Linked DNA regions of Mus musculus: region 2 is linked to region 1. Evidence: chromatin contacts called from public Hi-C data. All regions are on one chromosome and are shown on one strand. The core of a region is the stretch at or near the end of the contact, and the rest is flanking DNA. Distances in the headings are between cores, read along the strand shown. Region 1 overlaps Gm32014 (predicted gene, 32014). Region 2 overlaps Pgr (progesterone receptor).

The links. Hi-C and Micro-C count contacts between places; a contact is called where the count stands out from the background.
Region 2: a contact with region 1 is called in a Hi-C map of uterus, with 4 times the contacts expected there. The contact joins two enhancer-like sites. A contact is called at or near these places in 6 of 484 Hi-C or Micro-C datasets (nephron progenitors and uterus), 1 of 115 datasets of contacts at active chromatin or transcription factors (embryonic stem cells) and 1 of 9 other capture datasets (embryonic stem cells).

The regions. Positions count from the first base shown.
Region 1 is chr9:8,728,727-8,735,606 of GRCm38.p6, reverse strand. The region is part of intron 1 of Gm32014 (predicted gene, 32014); the gene reads left to right. Among named protein-coding and RNA genes, the nearest start is that of Gm32014, 8.8 kb to the left of the region's middle. Within about 2 kb of position 4,291, at least 9 of the 459 cell types and tissues checked have an H3K27ac peak or open chromatin away from gene starts, as enhancers often do. A contact at or near this core is called in uterus, where this site is marked.
Region 2 is chr9:8,967,179-8,974,058 of GRCm38.p6, reverse strand. It overlaps Pgr (progesterone receptor), which reads right to left. Exons shown (of 8, transcript NM_008829.2): 8 at 5,448-6,880. Among named protein-coding and RNA genes, the nearest start is that of Pgr, 71 kb to the right of the region's middle. Within about 2 kb of position 3,533, at least 24 of the 459 cell types and tissues checked have an H3K27ac peak or open chromatin away from gene starts, as enhancers often do. A contact at or near this core is called in uterus, where this site is marked.

The DNA of each region.
Region 1 (6,880 bases), core at 3,042-5,541:
TGGTAACCAAGATGATTGAACATGAAAGAGGTTGCTTTCTAGTAACTAGCCTCTCACTGTCCCTTCAGTTTGAAATCCTACTTGCTACAGACATGTGCATCACAGTAGAATTTCCTTTTGGTCTCCATTCTAATGTCTCCTTGTCAGAGATCCTCCCCATAGCCATTCTCTCTAAAATAATGTCCCCTGTGTGACTCCCTTCACTTCATTGCATAAATATCTGTCATTCATTTATGAAATGTCCTTTGTTATCCTTGGCTAGAGTATAAATTGGTTAAGGGTAGGGACAATGATTGTTATAGTTGGTTGTGTCACCAGCACTTAACAGAAGCCTTTCATATTAGAAGGATTCAAGAAACGATCTGTTGAAAAGCTTAGTGGTTAAAGCTTCCCGCCCTTGCCTAGCACCAATACCAGGCTGTGTAACTTCACTCCAGGGTATATGATACACTGTTCTGGCCTCTGAGGATACTGTACTCACACAACACACACACACACACACACACACACACACACACACACACACACCTCCAGAAAACTCATATATTTTTTCAACAATGAACACAGTGAACCCTTCATTTAACTCTGACAGTGTGTGACACCAAGACCTTAGACACAAACTGAATGTCTACCAATGAGAACAGCTAAATTATCACAGCCTTTTGGTGATGATTTGTGAAGCCCTTAAACACCACGGCATATCTGCACTCATAATAGAACTCGTCAAGAAAAACAAGATATCTTAAAATGTAGACCAAGTTTGTTCTTTAAAATGTTATAGGGTTATATATAATATGTGAATATATTCCACAAACAAAGACAACAACAACAAAAACCCACAGGAACAAGATACAATCAACCTTTATTATTATTATTATTGTTGTTGTTGTTGTTGTTGTTGTTATTTTAAACTCCAGATTTCATTCCCCTCCTGGTCCACCCTCCAACTGTTCCACATCCTGTACCTCCTCCCAGTCCCCCTGTCTCCACAAGGATGTTCCCACCCCCTATCCGACCCCACCAGACATCTAAACGTCCTGGGGCCTCCAGTCTTTTGAGGGTTAGTTACATCTTCTCTGACTAAACCCAGACCGGGCAGTCCTCTGCCGTATATGTGTTGGGGGCCTCATATCAGTTGGTGTATGCTGCCTGATTGGTGTACCAGTATCTGAGAGATATTAGGGGTCCACGTTAATTGAGACTGATTTTTTTGCAGGTCCTCCTACAGAGTTGCCCTCCTCCTCAGCTTCTTCCAGCTTTCCCCTAATTCAACCACAGGGGCCAGCTGCTTCTGTCCCTTGATTGGGTGCAAATATCTGCGTCTGACCCTTTCAGCAGCTTGTTGGGTCTTTTGGAGGCTTTTTATAGTATTTCCTGTGAGGGAAGAGAGGGACTTGGGTGGGGTTGGGCATAGAGAGAAAAATGTCTTTGAAAGTTTGTTTATACACTTGTGTGTGTTGTGTGTTATGTGTTGTGTGTTGTCTGTCTGTATGTATACCACATAAGTGCAGGTTTAGGCCACAACAGGGTTTCAGATCACCTGGAATTGGAGTCACAGTTTGGGGTTGTGAGTTGATTAATGGAGATACTGGGAGCCAAACCAGGGCTTTCTAGATCAGAAATAGCTATCAACCTCTAAGCCATTTTTCCAGTCCCCACTAGATTAAATGTTTTAAATCACAATCAGAATATATGCATTGATGCATAAGCAATGCATATTGATCAAACCAGTTCATCTAAAATCTCAAGAATAATGAAGACAGGAATACCTTCCATGGTTTGTATCACCATACCTCCAGGGCATAAAACAAAGGGGAAGAAAGGAGCCACCAGTTCTGCTGCATCAAAGAAGGGTTTAGAGATGCAAATGCTCTGCAATAACTGAGGGAAATTGCCTCTCTGCACTTTGATGTTCTGTGAGACCTTGTGACTTACTGGGTCACTACACCCCCTCTCCCTTCTGAACTGCCCTGCTGCTTGGTGACTTGAGCATCTCTGTGAGTCAGATTTTAATGACAAGGAATTGATTTTTTGCCAGATAAAAAATTCTTTGAGATAATTCTAGACATGTGAGGGAGGATCTAGGGAGTTTTGGGAAGAGTCTGAGAAAACAACCTTTACTAAGAGAGCTACAGTTGGTATCTAGGACCAGAAATCAGGATAAATGTTCAACATTCATTAAGTACTTAGAGGAATGTCACACACATGATTGTAGCTGACACCGTTTTTTTCATAGGCTGAGAAGTTTAGTGAGGCCACAGGAAGATGGCTAATCTGTTCCATTTCCCTGGAGCTGGGAGCTCTCATTGAGTGCCAGAATTGTACTCAAGAAATTGGAACTCCAAAGATTCAGCAAGGCAAGAAACAAGACAACAACACACATTTTTTAAACGTTGACCTTTTACCATGTGCAGGGTGGTGTGTGAAGGGGGTGCCCATTTGTACTGTGTGCAGCATGAAGTATGTTGGACCCTAGAGGCTAGAGTACTGTTAAAACATGAGCATACACGAGTCCTGACCTTAGAGCAGTGCTTCTCAACCTTCCCAATGCTGTGACCCTTGAATAGTGTTCTTCATGTCATGGTGACCTCCAATTACAACATTATTCCATTGCTCCTTCATAGCTGCAATATTCTTACTGCTATGAATCATAATGTAAATATTTGATAAGCAGGATATCAGATCCATGACCCTCAAAGGAGTCATGACCCACAGCCACTTTAGAGGATTTAAGGACTTCACATAAACGGTTAACTGAAGAACACTGTACCTGTCTCCTGAACGTGCTTTTGATATTCAAATAACCATAGTGGTAGTGGAAGAAGTGTGTGGAGTGAAAGAGTTTAAAAAGATTACCAGCATGATACTCATGTTTCTGCTGGCTTAGTCCTAACACATGGTGGCGTGCAGGGAATGGTCTTTGAATCACATTGGCATGCATTTTGGAGCTAAGTGTGAAAGGATCAGTATTGGCTCAAGACTCCCAAGATCAAATTGCCAATAAAAAGGAGATTTATTTGGCCCAGAGGGACAGAGGGCAGGGGAAGGGGAACAAGACAGGAGATAGAGGACAGAGGAGAAGAGAAAAGGAACAAAGGAGAGGAGGAAGTATTATTAGTGCCAGAGAGGAGAACAAGGACAAAGGACTGTCTCTGGATAAGGAGGGGACAGGCGTGGCCCACAGACAAATGGCAGTTTATAACAATGAAGGGCAAATCCTGTGTTAAGATGAGGTGTTTAATTTAAACTTAGCCTGTTAGTTATGTGATCAACTGGGGTTTTTGGTTGCTGGACTTCAATATTTTGATAGCTGGACCTTGGTAGTCAGCCTCAGGAATAGGAAGTGACCAAAGGAATAGACCTTTATTTGGAGTTAGCTTTAGGAATGTAATCTAATGGTGTTTGTTTGTTTGTTTGTTTGTTTGTTTGTTTGTTTTTTAGCAAGGTGGAAGAAATGGTAGAGAAGTGAAGAAGGGCAAGGCCTGCCAGAGCCATTTTTCTATGCTCAAGCTGCCTAAAATCCCTTCGTGCATTCAAATAAGAGAGAGAGAGAGAGAGAGAGAGAGAGAGAGAGAGAGAGAGAGAGAGTGTATGTGTGTATGGATTGGAGCCAAGCCTCTATGTCAGACATGCGCTCAAATGCTGCTGTCATTATAAGCCCCGAACTCTTGTCCTGTGGTTCTCCATTTCAATAAACAGAATTTGACGTATTAAAAGATGGCATGTTTACACTGCAGCATGAGATTTGAGTCTGAATGTGCTTGTGACACGTCTGTGAATCCATGTTGGACAGGCAGAGACAAGAGGGTTGCCGGGCTTTGTTCACTGGGCAGCCAGTCTACAGGAACTGGTGACCTTCAGCTCCTGTGATAGAGACTGTTGGGAAAGCTAAGGTGGAACGTGACTGTGGAAGACATACAGTGTTGACCTATGGTTTCCACACAAGCATGCAGACACAAAAGAAACAAGTAAAAATGTATTAATCACTTAGACATACTGGGCTCTGGGAAACAGATCCAAAAAAAAGTTTGACGGGAGGGGGAGGGGAGGGGGAGGGGGAGGGATGTTAACAGGCTGATAGAATATTTATGTACAATGATGTGACTACCATATTTTGGGAGTCAAAGCATCTTTTAAAAGCAATTAGCAAAGACAGAATGGGAAAATAGGGTCCTCTTTTAATTCAGGAAATCTGATGACTCATTCTTTGTACTGTTTGCCAAAACCGCCTAATGGATGGGATGTCACTAGTCATGATTCAATGTTGTGATGTAATTTAAGGAACAGAGTTTTGATTCAAAGGGTGATCTGTGGTCACCTAAACCTTGCCACCACCTGGTATGCAACTTGAGACAGGTCACTTCCCTTCTCTGGCAAGAGTTTCCTCATTGTTATAATAAGGACTTCACCAGGCAAACCATAAGGACATTTCTACAGCAGTTATGGGGGAGAGATAGTTCAGTGGATAAAACACTTACCCTACAAATGTGAGAACTGAAATCCAGATCTACAGCCCATGTAAATGGTGAGTGGATAGAGGCTGGCCTGTAGTAATTCCAGACTCAGAGGGCAGAGCCGGGATCGCAGAGCAAGCTGGCTATCAAGAGCAGCCACATTGGTAAGCTCTGAGTTTGGCTGACAAACCCTGCCTAATGGAATAAGATAGATCAACTGAGGATGATTCTGAACACAAACTTTGGGCTTCCCCTTACATGTGCACACAGGTGCACATGCACCCACCTCCCCACATGCACATATAAAACATGCACATACATACAGGTACAGTCCATATACAAATACATAAAAATGGAATTTTTATTTTAATGGAGTAATAACATCCTAGATAGGTATTCCTTTGTACTCCATTTTTTTTTCATTTTTACTTTGTCATTCACAGCAAATACTTTCTCAGGTTTAGTGGACAGACCTCACACATGCAATGACATGATGTAAGTAAAGGACACTTAATGAGGGTGACATCTGCTTAAGAAGTTACTCTTACCCCATACACTGAAGCAGAGAAGGAGAAGGCAGGATAAAGTTGTTTGACCCTAAAAGACAATCTTTTATTATTCCTTTTGTCAATAAGCATGTTAGTGAGATTCAAAAAGAAATCAATCCCGAAGGATTCCAGTGGGATTTGTCTGAGCACCCGTTTACAGAACGTCACTTCTCAGGAATCATAGATCAAGCCTTAATGCTTTGTGTTTTAGAAGGATACATTCCTTAGTGAGTTTTAGGTCTTGCTGTTAATTTTGGGTAAAAGAACTTTATCAGGCCTGGATTACGGAAAAGTTTCCAAAGCCTGAGAATATTTTTTTCTCCTTCTGGTCAATGAGAGTAGTGGCTACAATATGTAGTTCACTTTCGGAAACAACCAACTGGAGAGAAGAAATCATACAATATGCTTCTCAGATTACTTCATGGCAGAGAAGAGAAAACAATTACCTACAAGCTCCTATGTCATTTTGTAAAAAATAAAAAGCTTGTTCTAAAGGACTCAGAATCCCCCGTGTTCCTGTGTTGCTGTAAGATGAATGTGTAGGCATGATATGGGTTTTACTGCATCCCACAAAAGGGATGAATAAAGAATGGGCTGTATGGGTATACAGATGGATACCAGCATGAAGTAAGTTACTCTCAGGGTGCCTCAGAGCCCAGAAAGCATGCATTCTGTGACAGAAACTAGACTAAAACAGAAGGTCCAGGATCTAAGTAGTTCTTTAACAGCTTCTAATATGCATTTAATTTTCTGGGATCTAATGAGAGGGTGTTCCTGTCCTTATGTGGTTTGATGCATAATGAAGCTATCTACTTTATCTACTAGAAGCCCAGAAGACCTGAGTTTTATCTGAAGTCCTTCAGTAAGTAGGCTTTTCATTATAAAGAGATCACATGTCTTTAAAATTAGTATGGAAAGAGGAAACTATTTGAATGTATATTGCAGGTACCTTCCTCCTGAGATAATAAATACTAAGTATTGTCTCTTTCAGCAAAAACTTAGTCACATATGATATTCAGCACAGACAAGGAATACATCTGAAATCAGGCTTCTATAATGAACTACAGGATAAACAACTTTCTAGTTTGTCCAATAGATGATCCACAGAGGATGGACCTAAACTCTGCCCTGTTTGATGTGTCCCTTGTGAACAGTTTGGATCCAACCACAAGGTCATGATAAACTGTCCTTTCCTCTAAAGTGTGGACAGCCCGGCACAGCTGAGCACAAAGCCTTGTCCTTACACTGAATACCCTGGCCACTATATTTTGTTGCCTGCACACCCACTGCCTGGAGCTGCTTTCCAGCCTTGATCGGATGCCTTCTCTTGGCAGTAATGGGCTTGAGTATCAGCTTGATATTTGTCTGCCCCCCAACCCCGTGCTGTGTTTATACCATGTAGAATTGAATGCCACATTTGTCAACTGATTCAAAGCCAAGAGATCTTTTGGCTTCTCTGATCACCTTTTCTTGGCTAAGGAAAAATAAGTACAGAGGCAGAATCAAACAATCTTTCATGTATTGTGTAATGCATGAATGGACTTTAAAAGTTATTCTAAAATATTGAAAGAATAACCTTGAGTTTACTACACATTAGTTATTGCACAGTGGATTTGGTGTCCTTTCAATGAAATTAAAACACCTAGAAATCCATGCTTTTGATTTGATTCCCATTTCTGTTTGTTTTGTTTTTATTTTTCTGTATGTCTGATTCTAGTTGCTTATGTGACAAGAGAGAGCTGTGCATGTCATCCCCTATGTTCATATGCAATGTCCTTATAGAGACTGTAGGCATTGAGTGCTTCAACATTTCTGTCAAACATTTCTTTTGGATTCAATAGCAGTGAATCAAGAGCCCCACATGCTATACTGCTAATT
Region 2 (6,880 bases), core at 2,284-4,783, 240 kb before region 1:
ATAACTGAAAGGTGTGGCAGGGATGTCAGAATTCTACACTCAGGGACTAATCTTGAAGAAAAGGTGGTGCACAGGCAGGAGAAGTCCAATAGCACAGTGGCTAGTGTCCTATAAAGCTGTAAAGTCTGCATATTTGAGACACCTACATTCTGTCTGCTTCCAGTGTGGAGAGGATATAGCAGATACTGAAAACCACAGTTCCCTTGAAAGGACAAAATGACCCTGTAGCAGAGTCCAGACAGTGAAACCAGCTCCTATAGCAGAAATCTGTCAAGCCAGTAAAGAATAGGAAGCATCAAGCCAGTAGTCAAAGTGCTCCATGGTGCTGATGCTCCTGAGACATTCAAAAGTCATGGATTTCTAATTGTCATGATCCTGTTGCATTTATGATCAGGCTTAGTAATTGCCAGAAAGTGAAGTAGTGAGAGAAGAGTGGCTGGGAATCCCTACTTCCCTCTGGTACCAAGATCACAGTCAGCTTCTCCCTCTCCTCACTATGCTCTTGTGAGTAGTAATAAGATGGGAGATGAGAACTTGATAGAAACCAACAGAACGCAGGATACATTAAACTAAGAGAGCTGGACGTTCCTTAGACTGACACATTTCCTTCCCAGCCTACCACCCATCGGCTTCCTTCTTACCCCGCAGACTCCTCCTATGGTTCATGAGGCAAGATCCCGTATAGATATTTGATCTTTTTATTCCTACCCTATACTGCCACACTACTGGGTAGTAGCTACACATTGGACGTGCTTGTTTTGTATTTGTTGGCAAATCAGTGTATCTCTGTCCCATTGGCTAAGTCTGGAGCTCTTCTGGCCTTGCCTCAGTGCCTACACCAGGGGTTTGAGGTTGCAGGTACTTGCAGCTCTGGGGATGTTGGAGGAGGAGTACAGTTTCTTTGGGTGCTCATCTGGATTTTAGTGGTTGGTAAAACCAAAGTTTCTTAGTTTTATATTCTTTATGACAAGGATTTTTGGTTTCAACACAGAAGCCAAACAATGAGGCATCTGGTCTGGTGTCCAGCAGGTTATCTGTGTGTTCATCTACTGTCGTCATTCTGTCAGTGCCTCTTGGTAATGTCTCACAAAGCCTTCTGGAAAACTAAGGAGGTCACGATCACCCCAGCTCTTTATGTTTATGACCCATCATTTGCTCAGAATATTGCAACTTCCTTCAAAACATGCTCCCTGCCTCCAGGATGAGTCCTCCCTAACCCCATTGTCTGTACTACGGAGAACATCTTCTAGAGCATCACACAGAGGACACTCTTTTCATGTAGAGCTACATTTTCATGCGATACTATGGTACACAAGACCATATATATTTGGGACTTGGATTTCATTCTGTCACATCAGTTTTGGCTCCACGCTCTCTGGCAGCACCATGTCCGTGTATTTTTTCTTTTAGTTTGTGCCTCTATTGTTTACAAGATTGGAGGACTCTTCCCTTCTTCTTGATTGAATGCTAGCTAAGCTAATTCCTCAACTACTTTACATGTTTTTCAGGATGTCTTGACTCACTTTGGAATCTGCTATTATAAAAATTTCCTATGTGTTCTTGACTCTCCCTTTTTTCACTGTGTAATACCCAGATCTTTGATTATCCATCTTTCCTCTCCACCCAACTGTAAACCAGAGAAGAGAGAACTGGGTACTGCTACAGTCCAGCAGGGTGATGTCTTCCAGTTGAGAATGGGATGATGCCTAAAGTAATGCTTCTCAACTTCACCATTGTTACTTCCACCTCCACCATAACCATCACCATACCACTTCCACCACACCTCCACCACACCTCCACCACACCACCACCACACCACCTCCACCACAACCACCACCACCACACCACCACCATCATTTCGGTTCTGTGTTCTGGGCATATTTTCCCTATACTTAAATAGGTAACTGAACTGACAATGACACATTGAAATAAACTCTTTAGAAAGTTGGTAGTTTCAGAGTTAAACCTGGTGCTTTGATTGACTGTGGGAGTCAGAAGAGATAATTTGCTTTTAGCATTTTTCTCTTTGTTTTAAGGGGAAATATTAAGATCTTAAAAACAAACCAAACCAAACAACAACAACAACAACAACAAACCTCAATTAGTTGACATCTAGGCAGAGATATGGATTGGTGACTTTCCCCCTAAACCATGTAGCCTCCAATTAGAACAATGAAATCCTTAAACACCACAGAGCATTTTCTGGGCTTATTTACAATCTATGTTTGCATAATGACTGGTAATTCTTCGAACATTTCTCATGTTGTTGACCTGGCACATCACCTTTTGGGGTTTGTATCATCCTGTCATGGATGTTGCTCAGTAATTAAGAGGATGATATCTGCTTTTATGTCAATGAACTTTCCAACTGACCTAGTAAGCCACACCTCTTTTTTCCAAGTTCTTACACGTTTCCTCTATTTGTTTCAAAGCATCAATTTGGAAAAATTGTTTTTTTTTAATTGTTGTTGTTCTTTTGAAATACTTTAAAATTAGATGTCACACCTCTCTTATTTTTCTTGGAGCAATGATTACCCCAGAAGAGTTAAAATACACAGAATATTTAGATCAAAAGGAGACATAGTACAGATGAAAATGATGGCCGCAGAAGGCAGTCTGTCTATCTCTGCTTACCGTCTGAAATTCTAGGTAGAGTTTCTACCCAGTGGAGACTGAGCAGGGTGCATCTCTGTTTTTGACAGCTATAGGGTATACTGCTATTCACTCGCAGGTTCTTTTCTTTCTGTTTCTCTTATAAGTCATAAAGCCCTCAGGAATAAAAGCTAATACTCTAGTTGACAACTGAGTTCAGAAAAGCTATGATAGGAGTTCATTGGCCGTTTTCCTATTTTAAAAAGTTAAAAAATTGTGTTTACCAAGTTAAGTCTACATTTAAAAATCCAATCACACCAAATATATTGCTGCATGGTCCAGTAACTCTAAGTAATATGAATTTGAAGAAGACATTAAAAAACAAAACAGCTGCATATGTAATAGAAACACAGTTTGATGAACAGATACTTTAAAATCAATCTTCCTGGAGCAAGGAAGACAACAAAAGTTACCTCCAGTGACAAAACACTTTAAGCCACTACTGAATGAAATAGCTAATCATGAAAACTCAAAAGAAAAGTAACCAAGTGTTAAGCTTCTTATATACCCTACAAAAGAAAATCATATTTAAACAGGTTTCATTTACAGTAATGTCTGAAAAATTGGTTACTATTGGGGTTGAGCAATTTCAAAAGACAATTTAAAAATAAAGTACAATGTATTCCTGAAAACTATTTACAATGCGGCTTGCATATTTTACTTATATTGGTCTAAATATGGGCCATGACACTGATGTCACTCCGAGAGTTAATAATACTGCAGCTTCCTGGAAGTAATGAGCAGAGTGGCCTTTCATGGCTGGTCTCTTCACATTTCTCTGAAAGTGCCCTGTCAGTTAAAAGCTTTCAACCAGCTTAAAAGTAATGCTTTCCCCCATTTCGCCATGAGTCGTAAGAAGGCAAACAAACCTGTGTTTAACAATAAGGTCAGCGTGACATGAGGCAACCAGTCCAGTAAATCGAAAATGAGGTCGACATTCTGGGACTCATCCAGCAATCCTGTAAGAGTTTTCCAGACTCCCCAGCTGCACGGAGCTTGAAGGAGCCTGGGAGCAGCCTCCAGTCAGGCCCAGAGCTCTGCTTTGGAATGCTGTCAACTCTAGGAGGAGAGCAATCCTCTGCTCCCCTCCCTTTGCAGTAACCAGGCTCTTGCTGTTATTTAACTCGTCATTAATGCCTCATAAACTCTTAAATTCTTCCAGGGAAGAGAAGAATAAAGGAGACTACTCTTTGCATTTTATCTTAAAATGGAGACAAAGTCTAACTGTGTGGCCCAGGCTGGTTTAGATTGTGCAATCCTGCTTCAGCCTACATAGTCCTTGGGGTCCAGGAAGGCACTAACACACACAACATTTAGATTCAGTTTTGAAGAACTAACTTTGGTGAATGTTAGGTCTGAGAAACTGGTAGTCTGCAGGGTCTCCCCCAACCATGAGTCTAACTAAAGGTGGAATTCAACCTGAATCTGGCTATCTAGGTCTTGTTGAACTTCGATTCATATCATGATGTGGAGCACAATGCCTATCCAACTGTATTCCATCCTGTGGATGGACAGTTAGATGCTCTATGGCTTTTCACTCAATTTTAGTTTAAAGGCCAGAGGGTATGAAACAATGTTATACTAAAGAAGTGGTAGACTGAAGGTAGAGGTAGACAGTGAACTTGGTGCCCATCCCCAAATAAAGACAAGAGTACCATCATGGACTCCTGGTGATATTCTGCTAATGAAAATTATGTCATGACCTGGTGAGTGTGTGTGAGCAACTTGGGAGTTGACAGTCTTTTCCTAGAGTATCCACCTTTGGATTTCTTTTGGAATTTAAGAGATGAATATGTTTTCTATATCTAAAAGGCAGATCATAGGAAAAAGAAAGTTATGCCTTCCTTAGTGTCTTCCTCTTGTCCAACTCAGTCTATCCTAAAGAGAGTGGTTGCTGAACTATGCAATAAAAAATAAAGATGTATTTTAAAAATATGGAATAAAAATTGTGAAAAAATATTCTTAAGTCTTGAGTGCTTCTTGTACATGAGGCTACAGAGTTTTAAAGAGATTTAAAGGGTTCATATTCCAGCCTGGAATGTGATTAACAAGGAAAAACAGAGATGATCCAATTGTTCCTAGCAAAAACAGAAATTGTAGCAGTTATCAAAGGAATTAAGGCTACCAGATCCAGTGGGCGGGGAAAGTTCTTATAATCAGAATAATACTATTTGGGGAGTTGATTGTATCATAAGTTTTGGATCCCATTGTCAGTTGGTATAGATGAAGAGAAGAATAACTTTTCATACAGTTTGTTAGAGAGCTGTGCTCTGCTCTGCATAGGATATTTAAGAGTTTGTGGGAAATGTCAAAAATTAATACTGGTTCTATTAGATATTATAAGCAAAGGGTGATATGCTCTTTAGATTTCTTATACATTAGGCCCTAAACTCAAAAAACTACATTTTATTCAGGAAAATAAATAAACACACATTGAATTGATAAAAATATTTCATAGTAAACAGTGGGAGAAGGAAAATAATCAGATTTTCCAGATCCCAGGTTTCACTAGTGACTAGAACAGATTAACATGGCAAGGTTATAACAAAATTATGGCATAATGAAGATGAAATTACGGAAATGCTATTTCTGAACATCTCTATATATGTGTACAGATATATATCGTGTGCTTATTATTTGCAAAGCAGTTGGGTAAAGTTTAATGAAATAGCTCTATATTACACTCATGTAGCCAGCAAGTAACCAAGAAGTGAGTAATCATAGGATAGCCCTTTATATACATCATTAAGTCTATCACTATAGTTGGCAATAATTTAGAAGTTACAAGTTGATTTACTGTGGCTATTTAAAAATATTTTATTTCATACAATGTACAATAGTAAAACTTAAAGTTAAGTGTGAAAAAGTACAATGGAAAAGCATTGCCTAACTAAACATGCCATGTGTTTATACACCAGAAACAAAATAGTTCCACAAAACAATACTGGGCATGACATCTCTTTAGACACAAATCATTTTTCTTTTTTTTTTTTTTTAAATATGTCAGTAAACAAAATCATCTAAGCTTCAAGTATTTCCTTTGTTCTTAAGCTTTTATTTTAGTTTAGAGCAACCCAAAGAGCATGGTCTTCAGAGTGGAGATAAAGGTTATGATGACTACACAGGCATGGAGTCTCGGCAGTTGGAATTGTAGATTAAAAGATTTGGAGATGAGATAACTTCCATTTGCTCATGTCATGTTCTTCTGGGAATATTTTTCTTTCTAAGCTTAGCCTTAAATATTAAAACCTGGTGTTTAGACATTTAAACTACCCATGGAGATCAAGGTCAAGACTGTCAAGTGTTTTTAGACAGTTCCAAAACAAGGGACACTATAAAATTCAGTCCTGGGGCCAACATACTCTATTTCCTCACTGTTAAATGAAATTAGAAACTTTTCATTATTTTGAAAGTTAAACTGTGCTGATATACAAAGATAACTACTATCAAACTAATCCTTTAATTCAAAGGAAAACTAATTGAATAATGAATAACTGAATAATGATTGTATCTAGTGTTTCAGGGTTCATTACTTTACTAAAAGGACTCATGACATTGTTTTTGGGTCACCAATCTCTCACAACGAATACAACTGCCACAGAACAAAAGTTCCCAGGTATTCTATTTGAGAGATCTTAAAAATATTTTATTTTATTTATATTTTTGAAAAATGGTATTAAAACTTTTCCAATATACAAATATACACAAAAGTTTAAAGCAAATTAATTGCTGGCAGTTGCCTAGATTAAATAATTATTAATTTTAAAATACTATTTTTTAGCACTTATCTCATTCAAGTTGCATATAAGTAATGCTGTAATGCCTTGCACATATTAAACCTTAACGATGTAGTTTATATACTACAAATATCTAGTGACCCTGCACTTACCAGACATATTTGTACAACTCCTGGGCTATAACTTCTTGAGTTATATACAATTTCCTTTAGCTCCAGTTTCTATTAAAGCTTATTCATATGATTTCTTGTGCTCACATTACACACTCAAAAATATTTGTTGAAGAAAATAAAAAAAATGCAGGGAAATTTTTACATTGAGGTTTGCAATATAAAACATGTCAGAGTTTATAGAATCTTTTATAGGGAAGGAATTAATATTCCATTCATTCAGCTCAGAACAGGAAATGGACCGTTTTCTTCTAATTGCATATAAAATGTGCTCCCATGACGTAGTCAAAAAAGGCAAGTTACCACAGGATGGGGAAAATA